Linked DNA regions of Sus scrofa: regions 1, 2, 3 and 4 are each linked to region 5. Evidence: chromatin contacts called from public Hi-C, HiChIP or PLAC-seq and promoter capture Hi-C data. All regions are on one chromosome and are shown on one strand. The core of a region is the stretch at or near the end of the contact, and the rest is flanking DNA. Distances in the headings are between cores, read along the strand shown.

Region 1 (3,666 bases), core at 794-3,293, 310 kb after region 5:
TGAGCTTTTGCTCTAGCTTGTTTTCTAAGGAAATAATATCCCCTTTCCTCCTGTTCTTGGGCTCCCCAAACTTTACCCAGTCTTCCAAGCTTGCCATTTTTCCTTTTTCTCCATCCCCCTAGGCCTCCTCAGCATTCCTTTCCTACCCAGAGGCTTCTTCTAATATTTCTCCCCCATAGTCCCCGAGTAGGGGAAGCTACAGCCTAAGCAGCCAGGATTCTCCAGGGTAAGAACCTGATTTTTTTTTTTTTTTTTGGCATACGGAAATTACCAGGCCAGGGAATGAACCTATGCCACAGCTGTTAACCAGAGCCACAGCAGTGATAATGCTGGAACCTTAACCCCCTGAGTCACCAGGGAACTCTGAAAATGATTTCAGTAAGGTTTTTTTTTTTTTTTTTTTTTTGTCTTTTGTCTTCTTAGGGCCGCACCTGAGGCATATGGAGGCTCCCAGGCTAGGGGTCGAATCAGAGCTGTAGCCGCCAGCCTATGCCAGAGCCACAGCAACACCAGATCTGAGCCACGTCTGCGAGCTACACCACAGTTCACGGCAACACCGGATCCTTAACCCACTGAGCAAGGCCAGGGATCGAACCCGCAACTTCATGGTTCCTAGTAGGATTCATTTCCACTGCACCATGAGGGGAGCTCCCCAATGAGATTTTTCAAATTCTAAATATGGACCACAGAACCCCGGGGCCTCCAAATCACGATTCTCTGGTTAGTGGCACATGTGAAATGTGTCTGTCATCCTGTCATGAGTCCTGTTTAAACACCTCTGATGATGGTAGTAATATTTAGTATTTATCAACTCTTTACAATCTGCCAGGGATTGTTCTATGCACTTTACATGTATTAACACCTAATCCTCACAATTACCCTAAAATTTAGATAGTAATATATCATATTATCCCATTTACACAAAAAGAAACAGAGGCACTGAGGGTCACAAAGTAAGTTAATGGCAGAGTTATACCAAGGCAGAACCCTCCTTGTTAACCACTATACTACACCACCTCTCAATGCAAACGGTCTCTCCTCAGCCTATATTCTGATCTTTCTCTCCTGCTTGTCTGGCCCTCTTGCCTACCTCAAGAATCTGTTCTTTCTCCCCACTCAGAATGTCTTTCCCTTTGCCTCTCACTCGGCAGGACTCACTTCCTCCCTGCAGTCAACCCTACTGCCCTATCCTCATTGCCTGAGAACATCCCCAGGACCAGGCACAGGCCTGGACTCTCCAGATGCTCCAAATAGAACCCTTGGGCAAAATGAAGTTAGACTAGGGGAAGGAGTACCATACTGTTCCCTTGGGGTGGGGAGGTGCCCAAGGTGGAGGGAGAGCACAAGGCGGTTTGGTAGGAGGAGTCCTGGAAGCAGCGTGGAAGAAGTCCTGGGGCATTCAGAGGGTCTAGAAACGAGGTCTTCACTGCTTTTCCCAGCCCCTGTGAAACCCAGCTCCTGGGGTCCTAGTCTCATAACACAGGTTCCAGACGACATCTCCTGACTCTCAAGTTAGGTCTTAGAGGTGCCAAGGACACCAAGGGGTATACAAGGGATTCCGGTATTCAAAGTCAGGCTGCAGTACAGGAAGTGGGATGATGGCCGACCCCTGAAGCAAGAGCTCCCTAAACAAGAGAGCAGTGTACCCGTAAGGGTCCAGAATAGCGGACCCGAGGGCAATGGGATGCGGTTGAGGCCCTGGGGACATATGAGGAGGGAGGCCCGAGCAAGCTGGGATGTGCCTTGATACAGGCCACAGCGAGAATCAGAGATGGGGGTCCGGCGGTCCCCGGGGGTACCGTGGGGAGACACACCGGACAGGTACCCTGGGTCAATGCTCTCCGAGACTCTCCTAGCCCTGGGTTGGGGCCTGGAGGGGAAATCACCTGCTCCGTCGGGCGCCGCCGGCGACTTGTCCCGCACGATGCAGCTCTCATCCCCCAGCCCCACCAACGAGATCAAAGGCGGGGCCCAGAGCGGTGTTTTTACACTAGCGCTGTGGTAGCCATTTTTAAGAAGGGCATTGCCCACAACTGGGCGGAGCTTCTGCACTCCCTTTCATTTGTCTCACGAATTTGGACGGGCTCCTGCGGCGACCATTTTTGTTGAGGGTAGGGAGGAGCTAAGCGTGGAGGTCCCGCCAGTGGGTGGAGTCTCAGCGACTGATTGAATCCGCGCCTACTTCCTTGTCAGCGGCGGGAGATGGAGAACATTTTGACCCCACCCAGTGTCTTCCCATCTGCAGTATTTCCTCGCCCCCAAGTCTCCGCCCTCAAGTCCTATAGCTACCCCACCACCACCCTTCTCTTTGTCTCTCCCGTCCTTCCACCCATGGAAAGACTCGTGGCTTCCCGGTTGGTTCTGGTGGCCCTGCACCTAGACCTGGTGTTCTTCCCCAAATCCCAGGGTCTCTCCCCTTTCGTGTCCAGTCCAGGTTCAAGCCCTGTCACCCATCGACTCCTAGGTCCTGACTTCCCCACCATATCTGTCTCCTTTGCATTCCCTTAACAGCGATGTCTCCCCAAGGTTAGGGTGTCTTCAGGGCTAGGAGCCTGTTTTGGAAAGGGGTGAGGAGGTGCTCTGAGTGAGGATCCACCTGAGCCCAGATCCAGGGTAGCCTGCAGGCCATGCCCACCCCCAGTGCCTTCATGCCTCTGTTGGCTGGGCTTCTCATATAGCACAGGACAGCTGAACGCCAGTACCCGGTAAGGCCTCAGCTTCCTCTTTCTGCTCCTGCTGCCACAGCTTCACTGTGCTACCCTATGGGGAAGCCCACAGCCTTCTCTCTCAGGAACCCTTCAGTGGTCATGAGGGTGAGTTCCCTTCAAGGATAAACTAGTGCATCACCAATCAGCAGGGATGAGTTCTTTTTCAGGGCTAGTCCCCTTGTGGGGTACTGGCGACCCAGAGACTGTTCTTACCCTCAGGAGCTCACAGTCCAAGGTAAAAAGTCCCATTCTCTCTTCCCTAAGGACAGAGGTGGTGCCAAAGCATGGAGAAAAAAGAGATCACTGCTCCTCTTCCAGTCCTGCTCCTCACTGCAATCTCCCACCTCCCCGCAGGATCCTCTGGCCTCAAAGTCAGCAAGATGTTGGTTGCTGGGGAGAGAGGCAGGAAAGGGGAGGCAGGAAGGAAGGAGGGAGCACCTTTGGCCTCATGTCTCCCATAAAAGCGCTGCTGCTGCCAGCCTGGCACTGCGGGGGTTAATGAAGGGTCGGGTGACAACCACTTTGAACTCTAGCCAAGCAGGCCCCTGGGAAGGGGGTGATGGGTAGCTGCCAGCCCTCTATAGATGTGGCCATTCTTCCCCTCCCCCAGCTCCCATCCCCCGCTTCCCCTTCATTGCACAACACTGATGACTCTTCTCTCCCTACCATCCCCATTACGGGAATTTTCAGGTTTCCTCAATAGAGTTGTCCCTAGTCCTGGCCCAAGACCCTTGTGGCCATCCCTGAGGCTGACTGTACCTTTCCCTCCCCCACCTTCTGTCTCTTGAATGGCATTTGGATGTAGCTACATATTATCATTGGAAAGACCTTCCTGAGCTTTCCTTTCTGGGAAGGATGATGGGAAGGACCTCTTGGGGGGGGCCCTCAATTCCCAGCTCAAACTCTGGGGGAAGGGTCTCAACTCTGTGCAGCAAGGGTAAAGTTCTGGAGTCAGAGG
Region 2 (3,710 bases), core at 1,064-3,563, 360 kb after region 5:
TTAACCCACTGAGCGAGGCCAGGGATCAAACCTGCAACCTTATGGTTCCTAGTGGGATTCGTTTCCGCTGTGCCACAACGGGAACTCCTCCATCTTTCACTTTGAAACTAAACTAAACTAAACTAAACCCTCTAAATATCAAACAGCAAGAACCACCTGAGGCCCCGAATCTAAATCTGTGACAGAGTTCCAGCTGTGGTGCAGTGGATTAAGAATCCAACTGCGGAGTTCCCGTTCTTCTTTTCCTTTGTAGTGTATTTGTAATGCATCAAAGCAATAGCGAATTTTCAAGATTTTAGGAATAGACTTATTTCTCTGGGAAACCAATAAATCAATTATACCAACAAATCGATCAATTCATAGTCTGGTGAAGGAAACAAACAAAAATCCTCCCTAAAATGAGGTCTCTCACTGAGCTCAACCTCCTTCCTAAAGAGAAGGAAAGCTAACTAACCAAAAAGCATCTTTCATTGGAAAAAATGAGGAATTTAGAACCCAGTCTTAATCTGAGTCTTGGCACCTCAACTCATAACCCAGCTGGTTTGAATACTGTTTGTTATTTAACCTCCCCAAGCCTCATTTTTCTTCATATTTCAATTGGGACTAGTAAGCCCTAACTACCTATCAGAGTTGAAGCCTAAAGAAGATTCAGGAGTTCCTGTCTAGGGAAAACGAATCTGAATAGCATCCATGAGGATGCAGGTTGGATCCCTGGCCTGGCTCAGTGGGTTAAGGATCCGGCTTGCGTGAGCTGTGGTGTAGGTCGCAGATGCAGCTCTGATCCCAGCATTGTCATGGCTGTGGTGTAGGCCAGCAGCTACAGCTCCTATTCAGCCACTAGCCTAGGAACCTCCATCTGCCGCAGGTCGGCCCTAAAAAGACACACACACAAAAGATGATGCAAGTTAAAGGACCTTGCAACGTGCCAAAGATCCCAAGGGCTGAATCAGCAGAGTGAATGTGACAGTCAGCTTAGGACAAAGGAAACTGGCAATTGTGCCTCAATGGAGGGACTTAGAAGAGGAACAGAAAGGTATCAACCCAACCTTTCCGTGGAAAGACAGAAATTCAGTTTTATACAACTGCTTCTCTCCGCCAAAAATAAGAGCAGTATTTAGATTCTTTCCATTTGTCACTATTGATGCACCTGCATGGGTACTAGCAAGAAGAATAGCGGATAAAGCACTGGATTTAGGGCACCACTACTGTGCGACCTTGGGCTCACTTCACCTCTTCGCGCTTCAGTTTTCTCATTCGTAAAACGAGGATCAAACGTCCTGCTTTAACTATCCACCTCAAATTGGTGAGGATCCAATTTGAATGCATGTGAAACCCCTGTGTAAGCGCTACAGCGCCTGGCAAATACGTTTAGTTATTTTTTTTTCCACAGCAACTAGGCGTTTCGAAGAGAAAGGTAACCCCCTACTTGCTTTGTCACTCCCCTTTCTTCTCAACATTTATTAACGTTGTAATTTAAAATCACAGAAATAACTGAAATCCTAAGGCCATTTCTGGCACCACACATTCGAGCCCCACCCAAACATACCGCCAAGCCGCGGGCCCGTCTGGGGACCGAAGGAAGCTTAGCCCTTCTCCACTCCCGGGCGGGCCCTAGCGGGTCAGGCCCCACCACTCCGAGGCCCCGAAACCAATCCCCACGGCCCTCGAGCGCCGCCCCGCCCCTTAAAGGGGGGAAATACTATGGCGGCCGGGAAGAAAGGCAGGAGAGCGAGCCAATCACTGCAGAGGGCTGCCCTCATCCGGCAAGGCCCAGAGGCGGGGTCATTGGCCAAGATGGACAGCCAGAACAGCCTATAGAGTTATCGGAAGCTGGGACGGGGCGGACGCCGGGCTCTCACAGAGAGGTTAAGGCCCCTCTAGCCAGGGGCCCAAGGACCCGGCTCGGACTATAACCCTTCCCTTTATCCATCCCAGGGTTCTCCATCCCATGCTTGATGGCCGGCTGGCCCGCCCTGCCTGTGGATTACGGGTCGGGGGAGGAAGGAGGCGGCGGCGGCTGAACCCGCCTGACAGGCCGGGCCAGTGACAAAGAACCGGCGGCCCAGGCTGAAACCCGGGAAGCGATCCCTTCGAGGAGGAGAGCATAAGTCCCTCTAGGGGGATGCAACTCACGTTGTCGATCACGACAGGCTGGTTGGCGATCACATCGTAGGACTCCATGGCAGAGGAATCTCTCCTTCCGAGGAAGGAACTGCCAGACCGGTCTGCCGCTAACGCCACTGAAACGCATGCGCAGTCTGGCCTCCAGTACCGGACGGCCAGGGAGCGGCCCGACCTCGCTTTCGAAGAACTACAATACCCAGAAGGCTCTGCATTGTATTTAGCTGCTTCGGAGCCCCGCCTAGTGTAAGTGACACGGCATCGCGTTTCCGGCGCACGGTGTGTTGGGCTTTGTAGTCTCTATAGATTAAATAGAAAGGGACGCTGATTGCATTGCCTACCAGAATCTGTAGTCCATTGGGAGGGATTCCCAGTGCCTCCTGAAGTATGTAGTATTTGTCTGTAGTTCGGTTTGGATTGATCAGTAACTTGTGGATGTTTGGCTTTTACAGATCAGTCCTGCCACTCTCCACCACTTCCCCTGGACAACGTAAGGTTGCCATATTTTTATATGGGTCTATAAGACATTAACAAACATATATCATGGAGTTCCCATCGTGGCGCAGTGGTTAACGAATCCGACTAGGAACCATGAGGTTGCGGGTTCGATCCCTGCCCTTGCTCAGTGGGTTAACGATCCAGCGTTGCCGTGAGCTGTGGTGTAGGTCGCAGACGCGGCTCGGATCCCGCGTTGCTGTGGCTCTGGCGTAGGCCGGTGGCTACAGCTCTGATTGGACCCCTAGCCTGGGAACCTCCATATGCCGCGGGAGCGGCCCAAGAAATAGCAACAACAACAACAAAAAAAAAGCCAAAAAAAAAAAAAAAAAAAAAAAAAAAAACAAACATATATCACTATAGCACTCTAATAAAAGTAACTTCTAATACACACAAATACACAGGGAGGAACATATTCAGAGAATAGAGGAAAGTAGTTTAAATTACATAAAATTTGCTTTTGCGGTAAAAGAACATTTTTGTTGATTTTTGCATTTTTTTCCTGGATAGTTGTAATGCAACATGCTAACATTGATCTAAAGACTGGCATTTGGCGCTACTGGTATAGATGATATTTTGGCCATTAAAACGACGTTCATCTTCCAGCTTCAGGAACTGCTCTAGCATATCTTTAATTTTCATAAGGATTCACATTGATGAATGAGAAAATGGAAGCGAAAAGAGGTTCTATTTTTTTCTTCCTTTCTTTTTTTTTTTTTTGGTCTTTTCAGCGCCGCACTCGCGGCATGTGAACGTTCCCAGGCTGGGGGTTGAATTGGAGCTGTAGCTGCCAGCCTATTTCACAGCCACAGCAACCCAGGATCCGAGCCCAGTCTGTGATCTACGCCACAGCTCACGGCAACACCAGATCCTTAACCCACTGACCAAGGTCAGGGATCGAACCCGAGTCCTCATGGATACTAGTCGGGCTCGTTAACCAGTGAGCCACGACGGGAACTCCATCACTGCTTTCTAATTGAGCCCAGTGTCTAGAGTATTTCCTCCCGCCCTTCAAGTTGCAAGGACCCTTTAGTTAATAGTCCTGACCCTTTAGTCAGGATATTTAATCGATCCTAATTTATCTAAGTCCTGTT
Region 3 (3,786 bases), core at 201-2,700, 270 kb after region 5:
GAAAAGATGCTCAACATTGCTAATTATTAGAGAAATGTAAATCAAAACTACAATGAGGTACCACCTCACACCGGTCAGAATGGCCATCATTAATAAGTCTACAAATAGTAAATGCTGGAGGTGATGTGGAGAAAAGGGAACCCTCCTACACCTTTGGTAGGAATATAAATTGTTACAACCACTATGGAAAACAGTATGGAGGTTCCTCAGAAAACTAAATACAGAACTCCCATATGATCCAGCAATCCCACTCCTGGACATATATCCAGACAAAGTTTTCATTCAAAAAGATACATGCATATAAAAAAATAAAAGATACATGCACCCCTAGGTTCATTGCAGTACTATTCACAATAGCCAAGACGTGGAAACAACCAAAGTGTCCATCGACATGGATGGATTAAGATGTGGTGCATATATACAATGAAATACTACTCAGCCATAAAAGAGAACGAAATAATACCATTTGCAGCAACATGGATGCAACTAGAAATTCTTATACTAAGTGAAGTAAGTCAGAAAGAGAAAGACAAATACCATATGACATCAATTACGTGGAATCTAAAATATGGCAAATATCTACAAAACAAAAACAGACTCACAGACATAGAGATCAGACCTGTGGTTATCAAGGGGGAGGGAGGAAGCAGTAAGATGGACGAGGAGGGAGTAGCAGACACTGCAAACAGTACAAAAGATAATTTTCTACTCTGGCGAAGTTTGAACTAATTTTGGATGGCTTTTCTATTCTGATATTCCAAATCTCTGTGAATGATGAACAAGGCCTGAGTCTCCCAGATAAACACCTCGTTTCTCTTACCCAACGCGGAGCTCCTGATCAGGTCTGAAAGTTTGCCCCCCACCCCGCAAAAAAAAAAAAAACAAAAAACAAAAAACTTTATAGAACAAGTTTTAGGTCCAGATTGCCTCTTCCAGGGAAGACTGAGATTACGGAGTCTCCTCGAGGCTCCAGAGCGGCCACCAGATGGCGCTCTGGCACCAACTGCAAATCAACTTCCTTCCTCTTCCCCTAACTCTTCCCGGCAGCGGGGCCCCCGCTCGAAGCGAGGGACCAGAGGGCTGGGTCCCTCCAGCTTCCCCTTGGGATTCCCCGGCTTCTGAGGTGGCCAAGCATTAGATGCAACATAAGCTGAGTAGCAGCAGGGGCTGCCAGCCGGCTGGGACAGGCCAGGGTAAGAGAGGAGACCGGAGCCGCGGTCCTCGGCTGGGGAATGGCGCTGGGTCAGCGGATCCCGCAGCAGGCTGGTCCCTAGGACAAAACTCACACCTGATTGAGGGCCATCCTCACTCTCGCTTCGCGCGCTGAGCAAATATTTCCCCTCTAAGGGGCGCGCCTGAGTCACTTGCGATTGGTTACTCGAGTCCGGAGTTAAACTTTCAGCCAATGAAAAACGGCATGGGGAGTGACGCACGGAAACGTCACGGGAATTCCCCCCTCCTGGGGCGGAAAAGGGGCTTTCCCGGCTGGAGTCCTGGTAGCTGGAAAGGTGTCGCGACCCGTCCGGGGTGGGTCGGGCCGGGAGAGAATCCGGAACCTGAGCCGCCGCAGCGGTGAGTGGCCGGGTTCAGACCCCTGGGTGGCAGGACACGGGGAAGGGCGGGAGGAGGACCCTTAGCTGACCGAGCCCAAGGGCTGAAGAGAGGCGTCTGCACACTCACAGAGAGCACGCACACGATCAAGATACACGCATACACACTGATGTCCTTGTATAAAGACAGGCGGGCCGTTTGTTACACCTTCACATATGCCGGCGTGTGCACAGCACTATCCATGCAGACTCGCTCACACAAGGACCCGCAAAACACGCACACCGTGCACAGGTGCCTGGACCCATACCCTTCACGCACAAACTCGAAGATGTGTTCACCTGTGCTCTTACATACATGCTCAGATGTTTCCGCACTGAGAAGTTTAAGGACACTCACCTGTATACGCATGTTCAAGCCATGAACACACAACACGCAAGCACATGGGCCGAAACACACTTGTACACCTATGATGCAGATGCATACATGTATTACACACGGCTTTGGGACTGGGGCGTAGGGCGTAGGCAGCCAGAGTAGGTGCAGTGTGGGAATTAACGGCTGTTGAGATGTTTTCGGGAGGGGTAACAGGGGAGCCCATCCCAAGGAGACCCTTTCCTTCCCCCGCCCCAGGGCCCCAGAGACCAGTTATCCGGGCAGAGCCCCGGGGCCCCTCACTGGGAAGAGCCCCCACCTACAGGCCTTCGGGGAGTAGGCCTTCCTACTGCAGGAATGTCCCCCCAAAAGCCCCCAGGGTGATTCAGCCGTGGCCTCACTCGGGGTAGAAAATCCCAAGGTTGCTCCAGGACGGGGGAGGGAAGGAGGCGGACCTGACCCCGTACTAGGAGCCTCCCCCAGCTTTGAAAGACCCTCCCGTCCCCGGCGCCTGCCCTGGAGGGAGGAGGAAGGGGTGCCCAGCCCCGCGGGACCTTCCCAGCATCTGGTAGCCCCTCGACTTCGCGGAGACGCTGCGGGCGCTAGCAAGCCAACTGAGACCTTGAGCCCCTCCCGTCTCGGGGGCGTGGCCAGTGCGTCATTTCCAGGCCCGCCCCCTCCGGCCCCGCCTCCCCCTGGTATTTTCGGGACTTTCCTAAGCTGTTCTAACTTTCCTGCCCTTCCCCGGCCCAGCCCAGCTCCGGATCTTGCCCTCCACCGGATCTTGCCCGCCACACCCGGACGGGTGGCTGGAGATCAGACCCTCCCCTAAATCCAGGCCCCCCCTTTCCCCCCAACTCCCGTCCTGATCTTTCTCTCCCAACCCCTCCACTCCTCCCCACCTAAGGCGGGCGCCTGAAACTCCGGGGAAACAGCACCCGGCCGGCCGGAGCCACCGGACAGAGCTGGGCCTAGCCCAGAGACATGGACAGTTGCTACGACCCAGTGAGTCACTTTGCCTGGCCCCAAAGCCGGCCGGTTGCCCCCTGTGCCTGTCTGCTTGTCTGCCTGCACCTGTAATGTCCTTAGATTATCTCAGCCTGCCTGTCAGTTACCTCTGTCTGCAAACTGCTTCCAATAGGAGTTTTCTTTTATGGGCCTGGGGAGGAGGAGTGATTATGGAGGGCTTGGAGAGCTGAGAGCTGGAGGGCCCCGAGAGTGGCTCAGAATCAGATGCTACCCCAGTCTGTCTCCACAGCAGAGTCTGCCTGGCATCATCGAATATGATGATTTCAAATTCAACCCGTCCATTGTGGAGCCCAAGGAGCCGGCCCCAGAGACAGGTTAGTAAGTCCCCCGACCTCCCCTTGTCTTGGAGGGAGGAACATGTGCCCTCTGCCTTGGGAATGGACTCAGAAGTCCTGGCTCAACAAAGTCCCTCTGTCCCCAGCTGATGGCCCCTACCTGGTGATCGTGGAACAGCCTAAGCAGGTGAGTGAAAGAGATGGCATGGAATGGTTTCAGCTTTGGGGGCAAGTGGGATAGTTGGGTGGCCATGGTGACCACAGACCCACTTGGGTTGAGGTGGTTGGTTGCTGCTGATCACAGCAGTATGGTTGTGAATTCAGGATAGATACATGCAATTATTATGGTCACTGCTGGCTGGTAGCAGGGGAGGGGGGTTTGGGGGCCTCATGGTCACAATGTCACTCTGCCCTGGCACCTTCAGCGAGGCTTCCGATTCCGATATGGCTGCGAAGGCCCTTCCCATGGAGGACTGCCAGGTGCCTCTAGTGAGAAGGGCCGGAAGACTTATCCCACTGTCAAGGTGAGCCTGGATGGTGCTGGGGGGGGCAGGGGTGA
Region 4 (3,402 bases), core at 209-2,708, 290 kb before region 5:
CTTATTGATGCTTCCATAGAATGCAGAGCAGAACATTTGTCCATTACATTCACAAATTGTGATGCAATCTTCTGCTCATTCTCTCCAGCCCCCCCGAAGAAAAGTCCATCATTCTTTTTAAAGGGAAATGGAAAGGAATAAGGTGAGAAGGGCAATTTTAAATCTCCTCTGCAGTCACTAAACCAAAATTCTGTTATCTCAGATATTATTAAAATCAAAGCTTCATCCTTCAGAGGCAAGGCACAGCAGCTGGCAAATGGCAGCTTTCTAGGCTGCAAATAAATCTCCAAAGCGTGAGGGGTAGAGACTGGCCAGCAAAGCTCTAACCAAAAAGCAATGTGTAAAACTATATAACCCAACGGTGCTTCTCTTCCCTCCACGACAACTATCACACCTGTACGGGTAGTCTTTTTCCCAAAGGGTGGGGACAGCAACACTATACACGTCTTTCCGTGTGAACCCAAACCATCGTAGGGAATAAGATCCCAAGATACAAAGATGTATATATAACTCAGAGCCTAAGACTAGGCTCCTTACGCCGCCTCCGTTGGAGCATGCCTGGCTCCAAGCCCAAAGCGGGTGGGGTCAGAATTGTTAATAGCCAGAGGGCAACTCGACGCCGCCTGAGAACCCGAGACCAGCTCTCCGTCTCCCCTCTCCCCTCGTTTCAGCAAGGTCACATTTCAGATCCAAAGAATAATCTCCTTTTAGAGCCCCCTCTAAAACACTGCCGCCACCTGCCTCACGAGAAAAGAACGTGTTAGAACTAGAGCGAAGAGGGAGGAAGGGCGCTCTTGCCCAGCCCGCGCCAGACCGCTCACCTTCCACCACGCCACATAGGAACCTCCGAGCCCCGCCTGCCGCCCCGGCCACCACGGCTCCCCCGGCCCCGGTTGGATTGTCTTCTCCGGGGGCTGGAGCTGCAGGCGGCTCCAACGATGACCCCGCGGAGGCGGCAGGATTGGAGTTGAGCTCGCTCTCCCGTTCCTCCAGCGCCGCCTGGCTCTCCTTCTGCACCATCCTCCTGCCCCTGGCCGCCGCCACCTCTGCAGGTCCTCCTCGGCCTCCGTCCGTTGGGCCGCCGGCCCGGAGCCCTACAGAGGGCCTCGGCTCCAAGCGCGCGCCCCTCCGGTTCCTTCCCCTCCCCCCCTCTGCCCTTCCCCCTCCCTCTCCGCAGAGACCCGAATGCCCGGATGAGAAGGGCGGCGGCACCAGCGCGAGCCCTTTGTCAGCCGCTGCCTCAGCCTAAACTGGCGAGTCGGAAACCTAAGCGGAGAACGAAGCCGCGACCTCTCGTTCCCTGGACCAAGGCCCCTTTTCTCGTTCTCAGTTAGCTTCCGACGCCCTTCGGATAATCCTAGTTCTTTCGCTACCTCCTCCCGAAGCCCCTGTGTCTCCTCTGCCGCCGCCTATACCACCCGCTTCCTGTTTATCCGCACTGCGCCTGCGCTGGAGACCGGCTCAGACCGGTCCCTTCAGCCCGGATCCCCCTCCTTCTTTTGGGCCAGCCTATTGAGCTCCATTCGGTAGGGGGAAGTGGAACAGAAAAGACACCAAAAGCAGAAGGTAATGAAGGTAGTGGAATGTACCATTTAGGCTAGCCACCCTCCAGAACGAGCCAGGCGCCCTGGAACGGACCATTACCCCACCCGAAGAAGGGGAGTATGGGAGGAGGCTGCACCCGGTCGGGGCAATAAGACCAGGGCGGGGCGGGGGTGGGGGAAGAAGGTGGAAAAAAAAAAAAAAAGTGTTTACTCTCTCAATGCGCAGGCGCGGAAACGAAGCCTCTGGTTCTTAAAGAGATAGAAAGAAACTGACCTATTTTCTACAGATATTCTTCTAATGAGTTGGCTCATTACATCAACCCGACCCAGACTCGGTTTTGTGAAGACAGCACTCCAAGAAGCTCAGCTCACCCCTCTGCCTTGAAACATTTCCCCCTTCAGGTTGGCACTGACCCCTTTTAAAAATTAGATCATTCGTTCATTCCTTCATTCGGCAGACACCAATTGAGCTTGCCTCATGCTGGCCTCTTGGGCTCCTGTGAGCTCACAATTTGGTGGTACAGGCAAACGAGTACACACACTGTCTCCACACGTTGTACCCAAGTGATGTGGAAACTCCGAGAAGAGACCAATTTCATCTTCCTTTTGGGGAGAGGCAGTGGCCATGGCTTCACTTTTGAGCTGGGTCAAAAAGGATAAATAGGAGTTAGCCAGACCGAGTTGGGGTGAAGAGAAGAGAAAAGGGCACTCTAGGCATGTGGAAGAGAGTACAAGTGTAGGGAGGGGGAAAAAGGCCTGGCCCTTTGGGAAATGGGGAGTGTGGAGTGTGTGTAAGGGAGAAGTGAGGGCCCTTGGGCCTCAGTATAAACATCGTTTCCTTGGGAAAGCCTTCCCTCAACCCTCAGTGGGCTTGGGTCCCCTTGCTATATTTCTCAGCTCCCTTTGGTTCCGTCATAATGCACTTGATTTGAGAGAGCTGCAGCAACATGCGAGGTATAAATGTGAAATAAGCTCTCGATCTGATTATTAAGACTTGGTATTATTGTTCATCTTATACTTCAGTCTCACGCTAGACTCCTCCAGGGGTAGCCCAACTTGTAGCTCCACAGAGTCTTACAGTCTCTCTTCTTTTTCTTCCTAAAGTGTTGAGATGGAGGTTAGGAGCAAACATTTTCTCAGGGGATCTCCTGTGATGACACCTTGGGGCCATAGTAACTTCACTGGATATAATGGTCCTTTGGGGGATCTGGAAATTATCATTCTAGCTCACCCCACCTCCCTCAGTCTCATGACACCTTCCTCTTTGCTTCACATCTCACACTATGGCAACTGCTAGCAAGTCATCATCCACAACTTTATCTACTCTCCATAGTCCACACTCTGGGGTCTATGACCTGAGCATACCTTCTCAAACTTTCAAGGGCAGTTCTGGCCACACACTCTCTCTCTGTACCACACGTCTACCCCCCAGCACCTACAACAGGAACCAGAGCTTAGTAGGCCTATGATAAATACTTGTGCAATGGATGAGATAGGGTCCTGCTCTCACAAAGAGGAACCAGAGCTTAGTAGGCCTATGATAAATATTTGTGGAATGAATGAGATAGGGTTCTGCTCTCTCTTACATTCTGGTTGGAGAAACAGACAATAACAAATTCAGTACATACACAGGAACTCAGTTTGCGTTAATGCTGTGAAGGGAGGAAATCTACCAATATGGTAAAAAGTAATCACACAATCAATTTTTTTTTTTTTTTTTTTGGTCTTTTTGCCTTTTCTAGGGCCGCTTCCTGCAGCATATGGAGATTCCCAGGCTAGGGGTCGAATCGGAGCTGCAGCTGCCTGTCTATGCCAGAGCCACAGCAACCTGGGATCCAAGCCACATCTTCGACCTACA
Region 5 (3,340 bases), core at 793-3,292:
CACACACACACACACACACACAATGGAATACCACTCAGTCATAAAAGAGTGAAATAATGCCATTTGCACTAACAGAGATGGACCCAGAGGTTATCATACTAAGTGAACTCAGAAAAAAATAAATACCAGAGTTCTTGATGTGGTGCAGGGGAAATGAATCTGACTGGTATCCATGAGGATGTGGGTTGGATCCCTGGCCTTGCTCAGCGGGTCAGGCATCTGGTGTTTCTGTGAACTGTGGTGTAGGTCACAGACAAGGCTTGGATCCTCAGTTGCTATGGCATAGGCTGACAGCTGTGGCTCCAATTTGATCCCAAGCCTCGATTGTGGGTTGGGGATCTAGCATTGCCGTGAGCTGTGATGCAGTTCACAGACTGGGCTCGGATCGAGCATTGCTGTGGCTGTGGTGTAGGCCCAAAGCTGTAGCTCCAATTCGATCCCTAGCCTGAGAACTTCCATACGCCACAAGTGCGGCCCTAAAAGCAAAAAGCAAAAAAAAAAAAAAAAAAAAAGACACAAATCAACATATTTATGAAACAAAATCAGACTTACAGATACAGAGAACAGACTTGTGGTTGCCAAAGGGGAAGGTGGGTGGGGGAGAGGAAGATTGAGAGTTTGGAATTAGCAGATGCAAAGTCTTATATATGTGATGGATAAATACTGTATAGCACAGGGAACTATACTCAATATCCTGTGATAAACCATAATGGGAAAGAATACGAAAAACTATTATGTATAACTGAGTCACTTTGTCATACAGCAGAAATTAACAATATAAATCAACTATACCTCAATACTTTTTTTTTTTTTTTTGTCTTTTTGCCATTTCTTGGGCCGCTCCCGCAGCACATGGAGGTTCCCAGGCTAGGGGTCCAATCGGAGCTGTAGCCGCCGGCCTACGCCAGAGCCACAGCAACGCGGGATCCGAACCTGCAACCTCATGGTTCCTAGTTGGATTTGTTTCCGCTGTGCCACCACAGGGAACTCCAGGCCAAGTATATTTCATACTTAAATAGTTTTATACTCTTTGACATGGTTTTTAAAAACGTCTGTAATACAAAACTTTAAAAAAAAATATAATGATGGAGTTCCCGTCGTGGCGCAGTGGTTAACAAATCCGACATGGAACCATGAGGTTGCGGGTTCGGTCCCTGCCCTTGCTCAGTGGGTTAACGATCTGGCGTTGCCGTTAGCTGTGGTGTAGGTCACAGACGCGGCTCGGATCCCACATTGCTGTGGCTCTGGCATAGGCCGGCAACCGTAGCTCTGATGTGGACCCCTAGCCTGGGAACTTCCATATGCCGCGGAAGTGGCCCAAAGAAATAGCAAAAAGACAAAAAAAAAAAAAAATGATGGACTGCAGATATACAAAGAGGTATCACGGTTGGCTGGGATGACCAAAAAGGCTTTCCCGGATAAAATAGGGCATCAAAGATATTTCAAGATTCAAGTATTCCAGACAGGAAAACAAGGCAAGAGAATATCTGTTGCCTTGGAGGACAGCAAGATGATCTGCAGCAGCAGGAAGAAAATTTGTAATGAAAGTCAACGTGAATTTCTGAGTATCTCTAAGAGAAGCTACTCTGAGGGTAGCTCTGAGAGAAGTTTAAGGTTAAACTCCCAATACTGCAGCAGTGTATAAGATGAGATTTAGCTCCTGGCATTTGGGTGCCCACGAGGGGGTGCTGTTTCAAAACACAGGCCCACTTCGACTAAGGTGAAACGGAATGAACAGCAGGTAAAACGTCAGACCAAAAAAGGCATTCCGACATTTGGACATGTAAGGAAAATAAGATGTGCACATATTAGTTCTATTATTACCTCCCGCTCCCCACCAGGTCTCTCCGCGCAATACAAAACTATACAGTATGCCTATAGCACGTGCCACTTGGACTTCTGCTGAAGGCGACTACTACTCCCAGGCTCCCTCGCGAGGCTAGTGCCCTCTTCCTCTGTGCAAGCCGGTATCCCCGCTCGGTCTTCTGGGATTCGTAGTCTTGCAGTGTCTCTCGGGAGTTGTAGTTCCCTTCCCACAATCGGCTGGGCGAGGCGGCGCCGGCAATCAGAGCTGCGCTGGGTGTTCAGGGGCCAAGATGGCGGCGCGCCGGGCACGGAGAGACGGAGTCGCGCCGCCTCCGAGTGGGGGCCCCGGCCCCGACCCTGGCGGTGGGGTACGCAGCAGCGGTTGGGGGAGTCGGAGCCAAGCGCCGTATGGCACTGTGGGTGCTGTGAGCAGCGGGGAGCAGGTGAGAGACTGGCGGGCGGCCCGGGGCTGGCAGCAGAGCGGCGTGTGCCGGGCGGTGACACGTGGACGCCACAGGAAAAGGGAAGAAGCGTTCGGGAGTCGATGCCGGGTCGCTCGCTACAGGAGACGGGTCGGACCGAGCAGACCTGGGTCTGCTGGGAGGATGCGGACAGAGGCAGGGTCCTTAAGGCCATTCCTCCGGAACGCCAGAGGGGCAGAGCCGGGTGTCGGAAACATGGCCCGTGGTGGTGGGGGGGAGGTCAAGGATTCGTACTTGGAGTCATAGAGTAAGACCTCCTTCTTGGGATCCTTAGTGGGGGTGCCCTCAGCCCAGCGCCGCAGTACCTTTCGGAGCCACGTGGGGTGGGGGGAGCGATTTTCCCGGGAGAACTTGTCTGCTACCCCTCCCCCTCGAGGCGGCCCCGACACCCACGTGGGTTAGACGGGGGGGGGGGGCGCCGGCAGCGGGTCCACGTGGGGGCGGGGAAGGGATGTCCACGTGGCTCCCGCTCCCGGCTGCCGGGCATCTAGTATCTGCGCTGGAGCCGCACTGCCGGGAACTGGGTGTGTCTCGGTCAGTCCCGCCATCTCCTGTCGGGACTGGGGACCCCAGGCTGGGAAGGAAGGTAGGGGTTTCTAGAATCAACGTTGCCTAGAGCCTTGGAGCAGTTTTTTTTTTCCTTTTGCTTTGGTATGGGTTGCCTGATGTGCGGATGGTGAAGGACTTTCCAGATGTGCGGGTAGTCCTTGGGTAGTTTCTTGCGGAGGGCGGAGTGTGTTAGGGAGGGTAGAGGGTTGAGTTTGGAGGGCCGTGGAGTGAGCTTGGGGCGGCTTCTGCCTGACCGGCTTGGGGTGGGTTGTGAGTCATGGGCACTGGCATTTTGATTGCCTGCAGTCCTGTCTCAGTCGTGATTTAAGGGGCATGAGGAGTGTCAACATTTACATGGGACAGGCTGAAGTAAGGGAAAGAATCCTCTCTCCTTCCCTTACTTCTTCCTCCAGCATCTCTTGGGGAGGCAGCTAAGGCCTGCTCCTGTGCCTTGACACATACATATTGAAATGGTCTGTTAAGCGTCTCTGGAATTTTTCCTG

Evidence for each region. Promoter capture Hi-C pulls out the DNA fragments that hold promoters and counts their contacts. A called contact is a pair of places that touch in the nucleus more often than the background predicts. HiChIP or PLAC-seq counts read pairs in DNA pulled down with a chosen protein or histone mark.
Region 1: a promoter capture Hi-C map of fetal liver shows a contact between it and region 5, with 2.2 times the contacts expected there. The contact joins the promoter of CUEDC2 here to the promoter of PPRC1 in region 5. A contact is called at or near these places in 2 of 5 promoter capture datasets (fetal liver and liver) and 2 of 2 datasets of contacts at active chromatin or transcription factors (alveolar macrophages and skeletal muscle).
Region 2: a contact with region 5 is called in a promoter capture Hi-C map of liver, with 7 times the contacts expected there. The contact joins the promoter of ACTR1A here to the promoter of PPRC1 in region 5. A contact is called at or near these places in 1 of 5 promoter capture datasets (liver) and 2 of 2 datasets of contacts at active chromatin or transcription factors (alveolar macrophages and skeletal muscle).
Region 3: a contact with region 5 is called in an H3K27ac HiChIP or PLAC-seq map of alveolar macrophages. The contact joins the promoter of NFKB2 here to the promoter of PPRC1 in region 5. A contact is called at or near these places in 1 of 5 promoter capture datasets (fetal liver), 1 of 47 Hi-C or Micro-C datasets (skeletal muscle) and 2 of 2 datasets of contacts at active chromatin or transcription factors (alveolar macrophages and skeletal muscle).
Region 4: a Hi-C map of embryonic fibroblasts shows a contact between it and region 5, with 5 times the contacts expected there. The contact joins the promoter of MGEA5 here to the promoter of PPRC1 in region 5. A contact is called at or near these places in 2 of 5 promoter capture datasets (fetal liver and liver), 2 of 47 Hi-C or Micro-C datasets (embryonic fibroblasts and skeletal muscle) and 2 of 2 datasets of contacts at active chromatin or transcription factors (alveolar macrophages and skeletal muscle).

Annotation. Positions count from the first base shown.
Region 1 is chr14:113,441,600-113,445,265 of Sscrofa11.1, forward strand. CUEDC2 (CUE domain-containing protein 2) reads right to left here and starts at 2,044. Exons shown (of 9, transcript XM_003483550.4): 1 at 1,887-2,044.
Region 2 is chr14:113,496,481-113,500,190 of Sscrofa11.1, forward strand. ACTR1A (alpha-centractin) reads right to left here and starts at 2,314. Exons shown (of 11, transcript XM_001928877.5): 1 at 2,134-2,314. The coding sequence starts at 2,181. It overlaps SUFU (suppressor of fused homolog), which reads left to right and starts at 3,521. Exons shown (of 14, transcript XM_021072750.1): 1 at 3,521-3,710.
Region 3 is chr14:113,404,962-113,408,747 of Sscrofa11.1, forward strand. NFKB2 (nuclear factor NF-kappa-B p100 subunit) reads left to right here and starts at 1,451. Exons shown (of 23, transcript XM_021072746.1): 1 at 1,451-1,572; 2 at 2,831-2,928; 3 at 3,185-3,266; 4 at 3,374-3,414; 5 at 3,653-3,751. The coding sequence starts at 2,908. It overlaps LOC106506113 (a long non-coding RNA gene), which reads right to left and starts at 2,470. Exons shown (of 3, transcript XR_001301171.2): 1 at 1,948-2,470.
Region 4 is chr14:112,849,757-112,853,158 of Sscrofa11.1, forward strand. MGEA5 (protein O-GlcNAcase) reads right to left here and starts at 1,459. Exons shown (of 16, transcript XM_003483548.4): 1 at 822-1,459. The coding sequence starts at 1,020.
Region 5 is chr14:113,134,970-113,138,309 of Sscrofa11.1, forward strand. PPRC1 (peroxisome proliferator-activated receptor gamma coactivator-related protein 1) reads left to right here and starts at 2,043. Exons shown (of 16, transcript XM_021072738.1): 1 at 2,043-2,249. The coding sequence starts at 2,097.